Regions from separate parts of the Drosophila melanogaster genome. Here region 1 is linked to region 2. Evidence: chromatin contacts called from public HiChIP or PLAC-seq data. All regions are on one chromosome and are shown on one strand. Each heading gives the region's core, a stretch centred on a gene start, on an enhancer-like site or on the middle of the called end of the contact. The rest is flanking DNA. Distances are from core to core; before and after follow the strand shown. Region 1 holds the start of Fas2 (Fasciclin 2). Region 2 holds the start of ec (echinus).

Region 1 (2,700 bases), core at 71-2,570, 390 kb before region 2:
TAGAGGAAGATTCCGAGCAATAAATAAAGCGCAGCGAAAGTGCGACATCAACGACAAAATAACAATCCTATAAATCACTTATTGGTGATTCTGGCGGGGGAGGGGTGTCGCTGGTATATAGATATATGTAGGTACATATATCCCCTCTGTATACGGTGATAAATTGCTCCGTCACACAAACGACAAACGAAACAAAACAACAATGATAACTGCAGAATACATCGCATTGGCATCTATACGCAATTTCATTTAGTAAATTGCACACAGCGCATTCAAACGTAACTGCGATTTTTTTTTTTGTTTCCACTTAACCGGGGAAAATCACCCCCCTCGTCACGATTTTTCCGCAGGCTGGTTTAATTGACAGCGCGGCAATTGAAAATAAAAGAAGTTTTTGTTTGGAATCGAATCTCGATGTTGCGCGGGCAACAAGTGGCCGTCTCCGAAATATCCGAAATGTTGCCAGCCGGAAAATTCGTCTTGCATACCCGCCCGATTTTCCCCCCAGCATTCGTCGGTTACTTCGACAGCAAGATCGTAAAATGCTGTGCCGAAAAATAAGACGTTAAACTTTGGTTTTCCTCATTTCGAAATGTTGCAAGAGGTTTCGGCAACATGCTGCTAACTTCGAAGGATGTTTAGATAGTGTTCCCGAATATTCTTACAAAACTTATCGAAGTGTGAGATTTTCATCTTGCATATCAATCGGAAAAACCTTAGCTAGACATCATCTCCTCGCGATAGCACACTTTGCGTAATATATGTACATACGTGTAGCTCTTTTAAATGTGCCCCCGAATAAAGTAGTTACATTTTTAATGCTTCGTTCTGAAAGTTTGTTGACAAAGCTCCACAAAGATTGGGCAACAAAAACGTGTCAAAAAACCTGACACCAGTCGCTCGTAAAAGTGACGAAATGGGGCTTAAGTGCCACCGCCCAGTTTCTCCGCCCATTGTCGTTTGACCTTGCTGACACTCGAGAAGAAAAGAGCTGAATTCTTCGCCGCCTAACGGTAGACACTCTCCATCTCTTTTAGTCTCCACTGAAAACATATTTGGCCAATAACTGATATTAATATTCCTGTGCACTTATTACGTTATTTATGTAAATTAATTTCATTTTAAAAGAGCTCAGATTTTCGGTTTTATAAATTGCTATTATCTATGCACTTTACTTCTTAAACTTCTACCATCTCCCTTGCTTGATTACTTTCGGTTGGCAACATGCTGCGTCGCATCGGCTGGCAACATTTGGGGTTGCCAGATCTTGTGGCGCGGCAATAGCTGTGGTATTTTGCGGCGGCAGCGCTAGCGGTGCTTTCAGTTACGTTTCGACGGCCAACGCGTCGAGTGCTCTGCTTGCTGAGAGAAAGAAAAACACAAATAGAGACAACAGAAGTGGTTCTTCTTCTTCATACTCGCATTCTCTCGCGCTCTCTTCACCGTATGTGTTAACGGTCGTGGCGCGTCGTGTGCGTGTGTGTTAGTGTGCCAGTTAAACAATGAGAAATTGGTAATAATAAATAATAATAATAACTGCTCATAACAGCCATTATTTGGCCGTGCATGAGAAGAACTCAAAAAACATGTCGAGACAGCTCCACAAAAACCAAAAATAAACTGGCGGCATTCTTGTACATATTTTTTTTTTCAAAACTTTTTTTTTAGCGTGTGACAAAAAATACACAAATGTATCTCTCTCGCTCTGCTGAGTCTATGCTGTTTTGTTGTTTTAGCCCAAGATTCCAATGAGTCACGTGCAAAAGTTATTTCAATGAAAACCTCCATGAAAACCCTTTGAAAACTCACCCAATAATCGAGTTGGAAAAGTGCATACAACAAATATGAAAAAAAAGAGCAACATCACCTGAAAAGCAAGAAAAATAAAACGGAAAACAGGTTTTTGGGCCCGCTTCGCTGCCAACTTTATTGTTGTTACTACCAACAGTGTGCACTGGAAATTGACTCACGCTTGCAGCTGGCAAATAGGAAATATGAAACATACAAAAAAGAAACACGTTAAGAATTAGGAAAAGCCGGGCAAATTGATTCCACAACTAATCTGGAATGTTAACCACAGAACAAAAAAAAAAAAAAATAGAAAAGAATAGATTCTCAAATTTCACGACCAATTTCAGTCGGTTTCGTTTTTCCTTTGTCTGTCAAAATTGCCTTTATGTCGCATATCAAAAAGTTTATTTCGTTTGCTGCGGCTTTCTGCAAAAGTTTTAATGTGATTAAAAATATTTGTTTAAACTGTTAACAAGTCGGAATAAACTCAAAGTTGGTAAATTAACTTCATCGACTTCATAGAGTGCTTATTTGAAAACTTTTGCCGCTTTACTTTTGGCAGTTTTTCGAACAAGATGTTAGTTTCGCATTAATAAATTAGTTTATTGCGTTTTATCAAACCTAACCGAGCCATATTTTAATTAAGACTACAAAATCCTATTGAGTTCGTCCAATTCTAGGCAATCAAAACGGCAGATGTAATTACAATTTGTCGGTCGCGCCGAAAGTCAAAATCAAATCATTTGACAGCATTAATAATTCACGAATATCAAGTGGAAAACTTCTAAACTTTGTGCAACTTGAACAGATTCACAAAAACTCTACCGTTGCCAGAACTTCCCCTCTGGCCAAGTCTCTCATTATAATTAGCGTTTTCGAAACTTTATGAATATTTAAAACTGCTTCGCG
Region 2 (2,700 bases), core at 37-2,536:
AAACATCAAAAAAAAAAAACGCGACCATCACGAATGTATGTACATACATTAGTATATAATACTGACCCAGAAAGCCCCAACTACTTGTCTCCGAATGAAATGACAGCCAAAGAAGCCGGAGCAACAAACATTATAAAAAACGTTTGCCAAAAATGTGAAACCAGAACAATCCAAAATAAAAAGAGCCCGGCAAAATTGGCGGAGAGAATCGCTGTGTACAGACCTTCAGAAGCCATGAATCTGTTTTCGGTTTTTGTGCATCTGAAGGTTTTCATAAAAGATCTTTAGTATCGGTGTCGAAATTCGGCCTAACTAAAGTAACTCGATGATTAATACTGCTAATAATGTAAATCATTTTAAAGGAAACCCATTTTTAAAGTTTCTGTTTCCGGTCTTCGAACAGCAAGTTTTCAATGGCATGCGGAAAATTTGTTTCACCTTTGACGGGAAACCCTGATCACCGGTCAAATGACGCCTGTCTAGAAGTCATTTTCTTTCCTTGGGGATTCTCTTTTCCCTGGCAAACCGTAGAAAATCACTTCCCAGGCGGATCAGCGATTGAGTAAATGATTGATGGATTCCCAGCGCACAGTGCCTCCAATCTCGAATCTCAGATATCAACTACTCCCCCCCCAAACCTAATCAGATTAGCTGGATGTCATAACCCGGCATGGTTATGGCGATTTGGTATAGGTATAGGTTTTCACTTACCTGGCTACACCTGTGGCTAATATGATGATGGAGATCGTGGCAATGAAGGGCGGAGGCTGCGGCTATGCAACAATTGCGGTTGCATGTTGACCGGAAGTTTTCGGCTGGCCGCAAGGCAGGATATGGATATCGCTGGATATCGCTGGATATCGGTGGATGTCTGGTCTTGAGTTTATTGTATATTATAAATTCCCTTGCCAAAAGAGAGCCAAAAGAGAGTGCGAGAGGGCTTTGGACCGAGAGTTGGCCACTTTTCACACGCTTTCACTTGAACAAAAACTCAAAAAACTCAGCAAACACACAAAAACAAACTCAACTCGGCCACTATTTATTTTTCATCTTCATCTTCATTATTCAGGTTTGCAATCGCGGTTTGGTTTTTTTTTTTTTGGCAAAACAGGCAAAAGCCATCCAGCAACTAGTGGTTTGGCCTCGCAAAGACAAACAAACTATCAAAGACACACGCGCACGTCAACAAAAACACAACTGTGTGGCAACTGCGCAAATGCAAATGCAAAGACACTGTCAGCAAATGCAAACAAAGTCAGGGCAGCCGCTATGAATCAAAACAAACCGCCAGCAAATCGGTACGTCCGTTCGGTTTCGAGAGCAAAGAACGACTGATTGAAAAAGCAGTGGAGATCAGCGATGGTGGAGAGACGAGATGGTGGAGAGACGAAATGGTGAAGAATCGCGATGGTGGAGAAACGCGATGGTGGAGAAACGCAATGAGCATTCGGTAAAGACATCAACCAGCGGAGAGATCGGGCACTTGCTTTAGCCAAGACTCAAACCCACTTGGAGACTTTACCGCTGATAGTGTAACCGTTCAGTTCTCCAAACACTTTTTCGCGATTGTGGAGAAACGCAATGAGCATTCGGTAAAAACATCAACCAGCGGAGAGATCGGCCACTTGCTTTAGCCAAGGCTCAAACCCACTTGGAGACTTTACCGCTGATAGTGTAACCGTTCAGTTCTCCAAACACTTTTTCGGCGGCGGAAGTAAATGAAATGTACCCAAATGTGGCTTTCTACCTTTTTAGCCTTTCAATTTGTAATCCGAAAAAATTGTTTTTCAAATGGTTTTAATAAAAAAAAGGTATATTTTGCCATAATGAAAAAAACCAGTTAGGTGCCATTAGTTCTACGGACTTGGGTAAGGGAAACTATAAACACTTTCCCCAACTCATAGGATTAGTACTACTTCGACTGCTCTATAACTCCAATTTTTGTTAACATCTTAGTGGAGTGGATATCATTCTGCCTGGTAGTATTCACGAATATTCAGCTACATGTAAAAACACTTAACTAAATTCGAAGAGGAGCAAGATCTATGTATGTAATCTCTGCAAATAGATACTTGAGCAGATATACGAATAAGTACTTAGGGCTAGAAAGCTACTTATCGGCTAAATATTCAACTAAAGTATAGACAAAAAAAAATAAGGATTAGGTGTGTTTTTGGTACACTGAAGACTAGACTATACATATGGTCTAAATGGTAAACGGTAAGTAGGGTTTGATTTAGGTGGTTACATGTAAGTGTTGTTCAAGTGTGACTAGTATTTGTTTAGAGTTGGCTTATGAGTAGATCGGCTACAATTACGATTGTTGTCATGGAATGGAGCAAGATCGAGCAATATATATACAAGTATGCATATATGTATATATATATATATATATATATATATATATGGGTAATTCAATTGCTTGGCTGAGCGGGAGCTGGAGGAGCTGAAACTGGAGTCTGTTGTCTGCGCGGTCAAGCGACGATATCGCTACCCGGATTATAGCCAAAGTAGTTAAGGTTGAACTCGTCGCTGAAGAGTACTTCCTCCTCGGAGGGCTCCACTTGGTGCGACATCTGAATGCCGAGCTCCATGGGATCAATTTCGGTGATGTAGTACTGCGAGTTGCCGCCACCCATGTGGCTATTGCCGCCCATTTGGTTATTTTGGTTGTTATTGCCTCCGCCCAAGTTGGTGCCA

The links. HiChIP or PLAC-seq counts read pairs in DNA pulled down with a chosen protein or histone mark.
Region 1: a contact with region 2 is called in a CP190 HiChIP or PLAC-seq map of the Kc167 cell line, with 4 times the contacts expected there. The contact joins the promoter of Fas2 here to the promoter of ec in region 2. A contact is called at or near these places in 4 of 107 Hi-C or Micro-C datasets (all in the S2 cell line) and 1 of 6 datasets of contacts at active chromatin or transcription factors (the Kc167 cell line).

Annotation. Positions count from the first base shown.
Region 1 is chrX:4,204,713-4,207,412 of dm6, reverse strand. It overlaps Fas2 (Fasciclin 2), which reads left to right and starts at 1,320. Exons shown (of 10, transcript NM_001272308.2): 1 at 1,320-1,513.
Region 2 is chrX:3,810,284-3,812,983 of dm6, reverse strand. It overlaps ec (echinus), which reads right to left and starts at 1,286. Exons shown (of 6, transcript NM_130722.4): 1 at 712-1,286. It overlaps fd3F (forkhead domain 3F), which reads right to left. Exons shown (of 5, transcript NM_166991.3): 5 at 1,944-2,700. The coding sequence ends at 2,475.